Linked DNA regions of Bos taurus: region 1 is linked to region 2. Evidence: chromatin contacts called from public Hi-C data. All regions are on one chromosome and are shown on one strand. The core of a region is the stretch at or near the end of the contact, and the rest is flanking DNA. Distances in the headings are between cores, read along the strand shown. Region 1 overlaps SUFU (SUFU negative regulator of hedgehog signaling). Region 2 holds the start of NFKB2 (nuclear factor kappa B subunit 2).

Region 1 (7,489 bases), core at 3,057-5,556, 190 kb before region 2:
GACCCAGGCCTAGCCGAGGTGGTGGAGGGGGTGAAGTTCAAAGTCAGCCCTGTCGGCCTCTGCCCAGCCCAGATACTCCTAACTGAAGCCACTTAGTCTGCCCACTGCCCCGCTGGATCTCCATGTAATCCTGTCCTAATTTCTAAGCCCTGGTGCTTTCTCCTTGCTTGTTCTAAGCCAAGCTGTAGGGAAAGAAGTGGGGTTGTATATTGCCTCATCTATTTGTGTCATGGTAGATTTCTAGAAATTAGGAGCCTCCAACATTTTCTGAGGTCACAGCTTGGTATCACTGCCACAGATTACATTTCTGGAGCCCTTAACACACCTATGAGATGTTGTGCTCATTCTGGGGAGGGGACACCCCAGGCATCAAGCAGAGGGCACTGCCCTCACTGTCCTAGCACCCTCAGACCCAGAGCCTCCTGCAGTCCTCCCCTACATCCATGTGAAAGCACCCGCCGAAGGAAGGGAACAGACCTTCTTGCTGGGAAAGATCAGCGCTCACCTTTTCCTGGCAACGGCAACTCTCCTTCCTCCAGGGAGCCAAATAAAGTCATGAGTGGACACTTCTCTGCCCGCCTGCCCAGACTCCCCAGCTCCAAGCCAGAGCTGAGTGCAGTTCGGAGCCCTGCAGCACTGGTGAGACCTAGCCTACCCTAGGGAGTCTGGATGGCAGCTGAGAACAATATGTATGTGTATCACATAGGAGCAAAAAACTGACTGTGTCCTGGGAAATTCCCCTTTAACACTTGAGTACTGTAAGCAGACAGTATGAGGGGGACACAGGAGTTTAGAAGCTTCGATTGGTATGGAACAACAGAATCTGGCACCCCTGCCCTTCTGCGCACACATGCACAGCAGACTGTAGGAAGGAGATTCCAGGAGCCGGATTGCACAATCGCCCCGCTGCAGCGCTTCAAATCACACTCCTCCAAAGAAAGGCCGAGACAGGATTCTTTCTTTAAGAAAGAAGGAAATAACCACAAAACAAACAAACAGTGTGTGGAGGCGGGAGAGAGACAGATTGCCTGTACGTGTGTTAACGGGCTTTCGTGGCCAGCAGGCAAAGTTCTTCATAGCTGGGTGGATGGTGTCAAGCTTTTCCAACCTGGTCAAGGGGTGGAAGCAAGAATTCAACCCCTCTCCCACCTTTTAGAACTCCTGAAGGCAGTTTCTCTAGACTGGAAAAGTGAATCTGAGTGTTTGGTTAGAGAGAGTCCTTCAACTAGTTCTGTGTGACATTAATCTGGCTCAATGTGGCTGCAAGACACTGCTGGGGAAGTGGGCGTGCCATACCACTTGATTAAGTCAGGAAGAGCAAGAGGAGACGTGCTTGTTCTTACAAAACTGAAGGGGAAAGCAAAGGATATTTCTTCTAGGTTTCGTCCAGAATCAAAGGAATTGCCAAGGATTGGAAAGCCAGTCCAAGGAGACTCAAAATTGTTTCCCTATGTATTTTCTCAACAACCTCTGGCTCTCCACCTTCCTCCCTCTTCCTCAAAGACACAGATACAAAGGCAAACGATGCAGGGGAAGGGAGACCCCTTTCATAACAGAGAAACTCAGCAAAATCAGTGCAGGAGGGGGCTGGTAGGCTGCCAGTGGCCCCCAGGGTCCTCCCCCAAAAGTGAGTCTCAGGACGGGCTCTCTATCTGGTAGTGGGAATAACCCCAGAGGCCGACGGCAGATCCCGGACACTCCATGTCCACACACACAGGGTCCCAGTGCGACACCCTCATTCTCCCCGTGTGGATGGCGAGGCCCTTGACTGCAGTGGGAGCTCGTAGGGATCTATCTGCCACAGGTAGCAGCTGTCACTAGTCAAATCCTGTTCCTCCACCCACCATGGCCATACCCTCCTGTAAGGAATTCGGGGCCTTCCAGAAAGCCCTGAGTCCTAAACTGGCAGATGCTTTCACTTCTCTCTTAAAGCAGCTCCATGTGTTTAGACATCTGTCAGAATGTAAAGGCGGAGTCTTCTGCCCAGAGGCTAGTAACTGGGCAAAACCTGTCCGTGCTCCTCTCACTCTTCTGAACTGGCAGAGGACTCACCACCTACACGCAGAGCAGATTCCAAGCTCCTTTGTTCCAAAAGCCAAAATAACAAAAAAGATTTTAAACTTGCAACCCCTACATGCCAAGAGATGTTTTAAAGTTTTAAAATCAACTGCATGCTTCTACTCCTTCTGCCTCTTTCCTAAAGAGACTAGTATTTAAATCCACAGGAAAATCCATTTAGTTGCTAATGCTTCCATGGTGGCTCAGTGGTAAAGAATCCTCCTGCCAATGCTGGAGACGCAGGTTCAATCCCTGGGTCGGAAAAGTCCTCTAGAAAAGGAAGTGGCAACCCACTCCAGTATTCCTGTCGGGGAAATCCGATGGACAAAGGAGACTGGCGGGCTATAGTCCATGGGGTCACAAAAGAGTCGGACACAACTTAGCAACTAAACAACAAATATGTAAACTAGCATAGTCACTGTAGAGGGCCACATGGCAGAAACTATTAATAAAGATACATTCCCTTTGACTCAATCATTCTACTTCTTAGCATCTACCCTACAGCAGAACATGTGCCCAAGGAGGAGTGAACAAGGATGGTTGCAGCATTGGTGCATTGTTTGTGATCATGGAAAAAGTGAAACAGCCTGAATGTGCATCACTAAGAAAATGGTTAAATGATGGCCTAAACATGCTACCAAATCATAGGCAACAGTAAAAAGGAAAAAAATAGATAAACTTCATAATTGACATGGAAAGATCTGCAAGACATACTGTTAATTGAAAAATCTATCTGTGAAGAACAGTATCATTTCACTTACATTAAAGAAGGAAAAAAAAAAGTAAACCCATCTCATTTCTTTAGGTACCTAGAAGAAGGTGAATACACAGAAAAAAAAAAGTGTCTAGATGGTCATACAGATAAATGACTTTTTTTAGGGAGGGGCCTGAGATTGGGTTGTGTGGTTAAGGAGGGCTTTATCTGTAGAATCTGAATTTTTAGCCTCAAAAAATGTACTTACATATTATTAATACACTTAAAAAAATAAAATCAGAAAGAACTCCTCCTTGATACCTCAGAAATGCCTCAGGAACTCTGTGTGCAGTGACACAGATCTGGCCCAGCCAGGAAGCTAGGGGGCCACCCTTGGCTCACATCTAACATGTCACCAGTGGAACTTTCACCATCTAAGCTTTTAATTTCTTAAACAAATGCTCCACCTTCTAAATTAACCAGACTGATGATGCTGGTCCTGTTGCCACAGATTTCAAACTTTTCCTGTTACTTTATTTTTCTTCTCTTGGTGGTTATGGTCAGTTACATAAAAACAATCCCCTTTCTCTCCCTTGCAACTTTTGTTCTTGGTCCTATTTCTGTACACTGGTTCTTACCCGCACTTCTAGCATTCTTACTGCTTTACAGCTCAGGGTTAACATTGCTCTTAAGAAGTCTAAAATCTTAGGATATTATTTTAAATTTCTATTAATAGGCTGTTTTTATGCTCTTTGAGATACAAGATCTCTGGGGACAAGGGCAAGACCTGTTAAGTGATTTTGTTCATGATACTTTGACAATCAACATTTGCTATTTGATCATTTTAAGAATAAAGTCAGCTGTTCTCTTCAAAAAAAAAGAAAAAAGGTCTAAAATCTAAGATCTGTATACACAGCTATAGACCAGCCACCTGACAAGCCCAGGTGAAGACGACCACACATACCTGCTATTCACATTTGTTAGGATAAACAGAGGAGAAGCACTCTTACTATGGAACAAAGCTGCATTCGTATCTCTGAGTCAAAGAACTTTAGCACAGACCTCATTCTGCCTGAATTCCAGAGGAAGGGCATTTTGCTCCTTTGCAGAAGTCTGGAAGCCTGGAGGGACACTCTAAGGTACTTTTTTGCTTTGTTGTCATTTTGCACTTGCTTTGGGAGTGGAGAGAGGTGTACCGTTGGCACGCACAGGCTAGGAAGGTGCAGATAAAACAACCATCTCTGTTTTTCCTTCAGCAAAGAGGATGGTGAAGACAGGATGTGGCTCCAGTTCCTTTCAGGGGAAGAACCTGGTTCTGCCCAGGCTTTATGTACATAAAGCGTTTGGTTTCCAACGAATATGAAGAGAGAAACCTTCTGGAACCAGGTAAGAAGTTACATAGGTGAGAAAAGCAAGTCTTCTCTCAAGTGCCATCCTCATTTAAGAAAACATGTCTGCCCTCATCCCAGCTATGAGTTCAGATGTAAGCAAGGTGGAACCATTCAATGGCAGGCCTGGGGTGGAGCTCAGGCTTCATTCACCCTAGTACTCTCAGGAAGAAGTCATTCCTGAGTGAGTCACCAGATGCAGTCAGGCAGCAGGGGAAACTGGTGAATCAATCAAACCAAAACGAGTGAACTTCAACCCTTCTCCCAACCACCAACCACAGTGAAACAGGAGAAAGGAAAGCATTTCGGTACAGTGGTGACCTGAGTATTAGAGAAGAGAATTTTCAAGGAGTTCTTTCTTACTAAATCTGCTAAGACTTGGCCAGCCCATCGTACAGCTTTGTACTTCAAATCTCTCCAAATTACATTAAAATATTTCATATGTTTTTTTGCGACTCCTGGTCTGAAACTTAGGCTTAGAAACAAACCAAACAACTTGTCAAGGTGAATTTTCAACCAAAGTAGAGAAAATAATACAATAAATTCCCAAATATCACTTAGCTATACTAATTATCAACTCTCATGGGCAGTTCTAAATCATCTATAACCACTCCCCCCAGCCTCCACCCTAACCTCATATGATTACTTTGAAGTAAATCTCAGATATTATATCAATTCACCCATGAATATCTTAGTTTTGATCTCTAAATGGTAAGGACACTTTTAAAAGCATAACCACAATTACAGGCATCAAACCTAAAAAATTTGACAGTAGTTTCTGATTATCACATATCAAAGTTATTGTTCAAATTGATCTTCCATAAATGTCTTTGACAGTTGGTTTGATCAAATTACTATTCAAACAAGGACCATACAGTGTATTTAGACGTGCTGTGCTGTGCTTAGTCACTCAGTCGTGTCTGACTCTTTGTGACCCTATGGACTGTAGCCCACCAGGTTCCTCTCTGTCCATGAGGATTCTCCAGGCAAGAATACTGGAGTGGGTTGCCATGCCCTCCTCCAGTTGCCATGCCCTCCTCCTCTTCCCAACCCAGGAATCTAACCCATTAGATGGTTTACTTTTTAAGCCTTCTAATCTCAAAGTTTTTTTTTTTTTTTTTCTCCTTATTGAAGGAAACAGGTTTTTTGTCCAGTAGAATTTCCCAGTCAGAATTTTGCTGTTTGCATCCCCATGGTGTTATTCAGCATGCTGCTCTGTCCCTTGATGTTTCTTGTAAACACCAAAGCTTAGAGCTAGACTGTGATGTTAGCAGACAGTGATGACGCTAGCTAGATCTAGTATTTCATTGGAAGGTTGCAAACACGATTCTATCATTCTTTATAGCTTTTTTAGCTGGAAATCATCTCTAAAGTTATCTTGAGGTAATTTTTACAGGAAAGGCAGATCAAATGTGTGGCTCTTTTCCTTTATTTGCTAGTTTTCAGAATGATAAATGGTCGTATCTTCTAAAAAGATGATCAAATGAGGTTCTTCTGGTTTGATTGCCTTTTCTTAAAAATTTATTTTACTGAAGTTGGTTGATTTACAATGTTATGTTAATTTCTGCTGTACAGCAAGCTGATTCAGTTATACATATATGTATATATATCGAATATACTGATTATATATATACATACATAAATATATTGACACTGATATATTCAAGATCAGAGGTGTTGAATATAGCTTCTATGCTATACAGCAGGACCTTGTTTATTTACGTTTTTAAGTATTACTATGAACACAGATTTTTTTAAAAGATTTTTTTTTTTTGGCTGTGCTTGGTCTTCATTGCTGCGCAGGCTTTTCTCTAGTTGGATATGTTGTGAATTTCGTTTGCTACATTTTGCTTTGAATTTTTAGGTCAACTTTAAGGAAGTCCCCATGATTCCCCACCACCTGGTGTTCATATCCTGTATTCTCTCCCTTTGAGTGTGGGCAAGACCTGCAACCTGTTGGTTTCCAAGAGAATATGAAAGTGAAGGGATTTTACACATTATTAAGATCTCTAATCATTTGATTTTTAAATTCTTTTCTTGTACTAAAATACACATAAAATAAAATTTACCATCTGAACAATCTAAGTGAACAATTCAATATTATTATGTACATCCACCTTGTTGTGCAAACAATCTCCAAAACTCTTTTCTTGCAAAACTGAAACTTTGTACCCATTAAACAACAACTCCCAATTCTCCACTCTCTCCTGCTCCTGGCAATCACCAATCTACTTTTTGTCTCTGTGAAGCTGGCTACTCCAGGTACCACATGTAAATGGAACCATCCAATATTTGTCCTTTTGTGACAGGCTTAGTTCACTTAGAATAATGTCCTCAAGGTTCACTCATGTTGTAGAAAGCGTCACAATTGCCTTCCTTTTTAAGGCTGTATGCATGCACTACATTTTATCCATCCATTCTTCTGTGGATGGGCACTGGGTTGCTTCTCCTTTTTGGCTCTTGTGAATAATGCTGCTATGAACATGGGTGTATGAGTAACTCTTGGAGACTCTGCTTTTCAATTCTTTTGGATATATACCTGGAAGTGGAATTACTTAACCATACAGTAATTCTATGTTTAATGTTTCGAGAAACCTCTGTGCTATTTTCCACAGTGGCTGTACCATTTTACATTCATACCAGTGGTGCATGAGGTTTCCAGTTTCTCCACATCCTCGTCAACACATTATTTTCTGGTGTTTTCTTTTTCTTTTTTTTTTTTTTAACAGTAGCCATCCTAATGGATATGAGGCCCAAACAAATGATTCTGAGTTAATTATAGGGGAGATAATTTTTGGTGTACTTGACTGAATTAGGTGAAAACTCTTAAAAAAAAAAAAAAAAAAGGACTGTTGAGATACACACACACACACACACACCAGAGACTGCACTGCTGGCTTTGAAGAAGCAAGCTGCATTGAATCCTACAGCCATAAGGAAAGGAATTCTGCCAACAACCTGAGGGAACTTGGAAGCAATCTCTCCCCAGTATAGCCTCCAAATAAGGATGCAGCCTGCAGCCATTTCCATATCAGCCTTGTGAGACCCTAAGCCGAGGACCTGTCAAAGCTAGGTCTAGACCACTAACCCAAAGAAACTAATAATAAACATGTGTTGTTTTAAGTCATTAACTTTGTGAAAATCAGTTTTATAGCACAGAAAACCAACACAGGAAAAATGTTCATTTTGGTTTTTGTTTTATAATTTTTTTCAGAAGACAGACACCTTTCATTTTTCAATATTAGGTAGTAATGTCATTTTCTCCATTACTGATATGCATTAACAATCTTTAAACAAAGCAAACAAGACAATCTTCTTATCTAGAAATCTTCACTGTATTATTACACTT
Region 2 (6,896 bases), core at 3,931-6,430:
TGCGTGGACGTCAGCACCTGGGGCAAGGAGATAGTCACAGGGAGGCTCCCTTGGAGCCCACATTAAGGACTGCAAAGTGGGGGATTGGGGGATTGGGAGGCGCCCCCTTTCCCCCCTCAGCCCTGTTCATAAGCCCCTGAGGGTGGGACTGACCAGCCTTCAGAAGGAGGCGGGTGAGGGTTGGGGATCCCAGTCCAGCTGCCAAGTGTAGGGGTGTGTTTCCCGCAAAGGTGCGGGCATTCACGTTGGCCCGGAGCTGTGGGGTGTGAGGGAGTGGTTGGTCACAGCACTGACTGATCCGCTGGGCCTCCCCCGACACCTTCACCATCCCCAGCCCTTGGCTCCACATCTTCCACAGTCCTCAGTCCCACCTTGGTGACGAGATGGGTGACCAACCCCAGCTCCTCCATCTCTGTGGCTAGATGCAGGGCTGTCCGGCCCCCCTGCCGCTCTGCAGCCTCCACTTCAGCCCCACTCTCCACCAGCAGATCGAGGCATTCGGGGCTTCGGGCACGGACTGCCAGGTGGACTGGGTATAGCCCTAGTGACACAGGGTATTCAGCCTGCAGCTGTGCCCCTAATGTGAGCCCTTGACCAGCTGACCTCCACACCTCACGTCCACTGTAGGCACTCCCCAGATCCTCTCCCTGGTGCCCACTCTTGCCCGCTGGTTCAGATGAGGTGATGAACTCACCTTCGAAGTCGGGTACATGCAGCAGTTGGGGCATGGCAGGAACCCCACTCCGCAGCAGGGCGCACAGCATGTCGGGGGCGCTGGCACCTGCCCGGAGTGCCAGGTGCACTGCTGAGTCTCCATGCCGATCCAGCAGTGCTGGGTCTGCGCCCACCTGCAGCAGGAAGCTCACCACCTTCGTCTGCCCCGTGATCACTGCCAGGTGCAGGGGCGTCTGGGGGAGGCAGGCAGGGTGAGCCAGGCCCGCTCCTTGCCTCACCCACCTGACTTCCAACCCCTCCCCCTCACCAATAGAGGCCCCTCACCTGGTGCAAGTGATTGGTGATATTAACCACGCCGAGGTGTGGGGCGTGGTAGATGACGTGGGCTATCTGCTCAATGACGGTGGTCTGCCCGTGGATGATGGCCAAGTGCAGTGGCCTAGGGATTGAGGGGGGTGAGACTCTGGCTTAGGAAGCTCAGCAACTCGTTATGCTTTACTCTCAAAACACCACCACCTCCATAATCTCTCCAGCCCACGAAAGTAAATCCTTCCGCGCACCTTTTGCGGTAAGTGCGTACTATTACTGTGCCCCTTAAGCAATCGACAAAACTAAAGTCTACAGAGATTTAAGTATCTTGAACAGAGCTAGAGCGTAGCGAGGCCGAACTTGAAACTGGGTCTGCCTAACTCCGGAACCCTGGCTCTATAGGTTCCTTTCCTGCCCCACAGCCCACGACCTTCCACCGGCGCGCGGAGCCCTGGTCCCCGCCCGCTCTCCCGCCCACCTACGTGTCTCCGTTCTCATCCTGTGCAGTCAGCAGGTGGCGCTGTCCCGCCAGCAGCGAGCGTGCGTCCGCCGTGACGCCGTAGTCCAGCAAGGCTCGAGCGCTGCGCTGCGCCAGGCCGAACAGGCGTGCGTTGTACTCCCGGGCTGGAGGTGACAGGGGGCGTGGGTGTGGACTAGGTCCCCACCCACAGCGTCCCGACCGCTGGGATTCCCGAGGTCATACCTCGATGCAGCAGCTCCGGGGTTTGCTGTTCGCGCTGGGGCGTCCCGGGGGGCGCGCTCGGCTCTGCTGCTTCCTCCCCAGCATCCACACTAGGCGTCTCGGCGGCCATCTGCGCCCCACCCCCGCCTCCCGGGTAGCAGCCCATTGGGGCCGCGCCCGACTGGTAGGGGCTGTAGGCCAAGGAGGAGGGGAAAAAGCCGAGGCTGCCACCTGTGGATACAGGCAGGACTGTGGGGAGAGGGCACCAGGAGGACTCTCCCAGATTTCTTCCCCACAACTTTTCTCCCCTTTATCCCATCCTCCTCCATTGCCCTTCCTGCCACCAGCACCACCTCACCTCCTCCTCCAGCTCCTCCATAACCCCCAGCCGAGCCCCCAGAGCCTCCACCCATGTGGGAGCCACCCCCAAAGGGCTGGGAGAAGGTGGGCAAGGCTTTCCTCCGCTTCCGCTGCACCTCCTCCTTGTCTAGGGGTAGAGGGAAATGAGATGTTAAAACCCCAACTCGCACCAGCCTCAAGAGCCCTGTCCCACTCTGGTAATGGCCTTTCCCCCAAAAACCCTCAGGCTGGCTCCTAGGGCCACCTCTTTCTGGGACATTCCCTACTCCTGATTTCACTCATGGGTCCCCTGATCTAGTTCTTGGGACCCTCCAGTCAAGCCCCCGTCTCCAGCCCCCCTGGGATCTTCAGCCCAGCTCCACCTTCTACCAGAGGATAATAGGTGAACTGTTTGGAGTCAGAGACGTCCCCCCCACGCTTGCGTTTCAGTTGCAGGAACACGGTTACAGGACGCTCAATCTTCATCTTGTGATAGGGAGGTGTCCGGAACACAATGGCATACTAGGGGGAAGGAGGACATAGGTGTCATTAAGGTCTTGACTTAATTTGAGCCCAGCCCCAGCCCTGGCCCTAGGGTACCTGTTTGTGAACATCTGTGGGAGAGAAGTCCCCAAAGGCCTGCCATCCATTCTCATCATCCTCGTAGAACCGAACCTCAATGTCATCTACAGGGAAAATTGAATCTATAGGGCCATTTGTCCTGAAGCTGTGTTGTTCCCCAAGCTTGATACCCATCGCTAGCTCCCAGCCTGGGCTCCAGCCTCACCTTTCTGCACCTTGTCACAGAGCAGATAAACCTCATCTCCACCCCGCACAGAGCCAGCTGTCTTGTCCATTCGAGAAATCTTCAGGTTTGAGGCTCCAGGAGACTCTATGGAGATGGCATATCAGTTACTTGAGATGATACAATAGCCATGGCCCCAACTAGGGAGCCAGGTGCTTTGTATTTTAACAACCCCAAGAGACACAGGAACTGCCAGTATCTTCATTTACTCAGAGAGGGGACGTGACTTCCTCAAGATCACTCAGCTCATACATGGTGGGGCCAAGTTCAAATCCACAGTTCGAGGCTGCCCTCCACACTACCTGTGGCACCCAGACCCAGCACCCCAGGTGGTCAGGATACTCACTGCTGTCATGTATGGGCTGGGAGATAACTGGCTTCAGGGGCAGAGAGAAGGAGCCATCACTGGCTCGAAGGAAGGCAGAAAAGCGCAGTCGCACAATGCTCAGATCCATCACCTTCTTCAGTTCCTTGGCCTCCTGCTCCAGCTCTCGACGCTCAGCCTCTGGACAGTGGGCATACATGTGACCCCTGGACTCCTCCTCTATTCCTTCCATGACCACCTCCCATGACTCCCTCCATATCCCCCATACCCGTAAGGCCCTGGGGCCTGGAGCGAAGACGCTGCCTCTGAAGTTTTTGTATCATAATCTCCATCATGTTCTTTTTGGTCACATGGAGGACACCCAGGTTGTTAAATCTGTGTGGGGGCAGGGAGAAGTCAGGGGCCTTGCAGGCAGTTCTTTCCTCCTGAGGCACCCTCCCCACTGCCAAGGCTTGGCCCTGCTCTACTTCCTCTAGGAAGCTTTTCTAGTTTTTACTTGGGGCCCTGGGTTCTGGGGCCAACCAGAGTCTTTCCCCTTGGTCAGATGCTAAGCTCACAAAGGTGGGCTGGGACCTAGGACTGGCAAGCGATGAAGGGGCACACCAGTGGGGACCAGGGTAGGGGGCACCGGACACCTACTGGGCAGTCATGTCCTTGGGCCCCACAGACACTGCGCAGACCCCCAGCTCCGAGCACTGTTTGCCCACCAGACTGTGGGCATGGGCACGAGGCGGGTCACTGTGTGTTACCAGGTCCACCTCAATCTTGGCAGGTCCCTCGTAGTTACAGATCTGTGAGGGGTGAGGGCTGTCAGTAATGCCCATGGACACACTGTCCACTAGCCCACCCTCCAGCACCACTCTGGCTCACCTTGACAGTGGGATAAGTCTTCCGGCCCTTCTCGCTAGAGGCTCCTGGCAGTCCTCCATGGGAAGGGCCTTCACAGCCATATCGAAATCGGAAGCCTCGCTGAAGGTGCCAGGGCAGAGTGACATTGTGACCAGGAGAAACATCCCCCCTCACCAGCCATATCCCCAGCCAGCAGTGACCATAATGACTAGACGTGTGTATCCTGAATCACCATAATGCCACTGTGATCAGCAGCTGCTAACGATCCCAACCTGAAGTGGCTCTGTGATAGTTACCCTCCCTGTGGCCAGCCAGCTACAACTGTCCCACTTGCCCCCAAAGCTGAAGCCATCCCACACCATCCCTTCTACTTGCTCACCTGCTTAGGCTGTTCCACGATCACCAGGTAGGGACCATCAGCTGGGGACAGAGGAGCCTTGCTGAGCCAGGACCTTTGAGCCCATTCCCAAGACAGAGGGCACACACCACATGCTCCTCCCTCCTCCTCCCTCCCCCTCCCTCCAAGACAAGGGCAGGTCAGGGGACTTATTAACCTGTCTCTGGGGCTGGCTCCTTGGGCTCCACAATGGACGGGTTGAATTTGAAATCATCATATTCAATGATGCCATCCAGACCCTGGTATGGAGACAGACTGGGATGGCAGCTGATTCTGAGCCACCCCCAGAACCCCCCACCTCTCAGCTCTCTAAAGCATTAGCAATCACCCCCTCTCCTAGGCAGGCCCATAAAAAAGCTCCTACTGAAAGCAGTTTGCAGAGAGTGACTGACAGGCAGGGTGAAATAATCTGAGGACATTAGAGGTGTAAGGGAGTAGAAGGGACTAGGACAGGCAGGCAAACAAGCAGACAGGCACAGGGGGTGGCCGGCAGGCTTTGGAGCCAGGCGGCGTGACTCACTGGGTCGTAGCAACTGTCCATGACTCTGGGCTAGGCCCGGCTCTGTCCGGTGGCTTCGGCCGGGTTCTGTTTCCCAGAGTTTCAGGCGCCCGCCTTAGGTGGGGAGGAGTGGCGGGTGTAGGGAGAGACAGATCAGGACGGGAGTTGGGGGGAGAGGGGGGCCCAAATTTAGGGGAGGGTCCGATCTCCTCCAGCTACCCGTCCGGGTGTGGCGGGCAGGATCCGGTGGAGGGCGAGATCCGGAGCTGGGCTGGGCCAGGCCGGGGAAGGGGCAGGAAAGTTAGAACAGCTTAGGAAAGTCCCGAAAATACCAGGGGGAGGAGGGGCCAGGGGGGCGGGCCTGGAAATGACGCCACTGGCCACGCCCCCTGGCGGGAGGGGCGTGAGGTCCTCTCGCTGGCCAGAGGGCGCCGGCAGCGTCTCTGCAAGCAGAGGGGCAATCAGACCCAGGGAAGGCCCCGCGGGGTTGGGGGCCCCCCCCCCTCTCTCCAGGGCCGGCGCCGGGGACTGGGGGTCTTTCAAGGCCGGAGGAAGCTCCTAGTCCGGGGCCCGGCCCCTCCTCTCCCCCTTCCCCTCCCCCGTCCTGGAGCAACCTTGGGATTTTCTACCCTCAGGGAGGCCACGGCTGATTCACCCCGGGGGGTTTTGGGGGGACATTCCTGCTGTAGGAAGGCCTCCTCCCCGAAGGCCTGTAGGTGGGGGCTCTTCCGAGTAGAGGGCCCCGGGGTTCTGTCCCGAGAAGCAGTCTCTGAGGCCAAGGGGCCAGAGGGGGTGTTGGGATGGGCACCTCCATTCTCTCTTCCCGAAAATCTCAACAGTCGTTGATTCCCACACCGCACCTGCTTTGGGTGCACCTCCCCCGCCCCTGTCCCATGGCCGTATGTAACATAGGTACATCACAGGTGTCTATGTTTCAGCCCATGTGCTTGCGCATTGTGTGCATGACGTGAACATGCGTGTACAGGTGAGAGTCCTTAAACTTATTAGTGTGGACACATGTCAGCATGTATCTGAGGGCACAGGTGAACCTGTCGTTGAGTTTCTGCGTGGAGGGTGTGTGTCCAGGCACTTGTGCACGGGTGAGTGTGCTTTGCGTATGCATGTGTGTGCGAGTCTGAGTGCATGGACGATCCTGTGCATCTGCGGGCATACGTGTAGATGGACGTACGCCCCGTGTCTTTGTACAAGGATATCGATGTGTATCCGCGTGTCATGTTCGTATACGCGCTCTCTGAATGCGCAGATGCCGCTCTTCAGCTCTAGGGCTCGGTCAGCTAAGGACCCTCCTCCCACCCTTGCCGGTGTCCCACCACCCAGGGGTCTGAACCCGGCCACTCACCGCGGCGGCGGCTCCGGTTCAGGATTCTCTCCCGGCCGGACCCACCTCGGACGGGTCGCGACACCTCTCCCACCACCAGGACTGCAGCCGGGAAAGCCCCTTTACCGCCCCCGGGAGGGGGGAATTCCCGTGACGTTTCCGTGCGTCACTCGCCATGCCCTTTTTCATTGGCTGAAAGTTTAACTCCTGGACTTACACAACCAATCGGGAGTGACTCTGGGGCGCCCCTTGGAGGAGAAACATTTGTGTAGCTCTGGAAGCCAGAGTGAGAATGACCCTCAGACAGGCACTAGCTCTGCCAACCCGCTGCGGGATCCGCTGACCGAGCGCCATTCCCCAGCCGAGGGACCTGGCTCCGGTCTCCTCACACCCAGGCCTGTCCAAGCCGGCTGGAAGCCCCTGCTGCTACTCGGTTCTATGCTCCGCCTAATGCTCGGCCACCTCTGAAGTCGGGGAACCCCAGGGGGAAGCTGATATGCCTCAGCCCTCTGGTCCCGCCCGGAGCGGGCCCGGCTGCCGGGAAGACTTAGAGGAAGAGGAAGGAAGTTGATCTTGCAGTAGGTTCTAGAGTGCCATCTGGTGGCCCCTCTGGAGCCTCATGGAGACTCCGTAATACTCTCAATCTTCCCGGGAAGAAAGTGTCTGGACCTGAAGCT

The links. A called contact is a pair of places that touch in the nucleus more often than the background predicts.
Region 1: a Hi-C map of liver shows a contact between it and region 2, with 2.1 times the contacts expected there. The contact joins the enhancer-like site here to the promoter of NFKB2 in region 2. A contact is called at or near these places in 2 of 11 Hi-C or Micro-C datasets (liver and skin fibroblasts).

The regions. Positions count from the first base shown.
Region 1 is chr26:23,202,453-23,209,941 of ARS-UCD2.0, reverse strand. All of the region lies in intron 2 of SUFU (SUFU negative regulator of hedgehog signaling), which reads right to left. Among named protein-coding and RNA genes, the nearest start is that of TRIM8, 60 kb to the left of the region's middle. Within about 2 kb of position 4,306, at least 10 of the 102 cell types and tissues checked have an H3K27ac peak or open chromatin away from gene starts, as enhancers often do. A contact at or near this core is called in liver, where this site is marked.
Region 2 is chr26:23,017,856-23,024,751 of ARS-UCD2.0, reverse strand. It overlaps NFKB2 (nuclear factor kappa B subunit 2), which reads right to left and starts at 5,180. Exons shown (of 22, transcript NM_001102101.1): 1 at 4,902-5,180; 2 at 4,539-4,620; 3 at 4,364-4,404; 4 at 4,006-4,104; 5 at 3,775-3,926; 6 at 3,404-3,510; 7 at 3,157-3,315; 8 at 2,793-2,897; 9 at 2,606-2,691; 10 at 2,389-2,527; 11 at 2,025-2,153; 12 at 1,688-1,897; 13 at 1,467-1,608; 14 at 1,000-1,114; 4 more. The coding sequence starts at 4,922. LOC132343951 (a long non-coding RNA gene) reads left to right here and starts at 1,877. Exons shown (of 3, transcript XR_009492987.1): 1 at 1,877-6,896.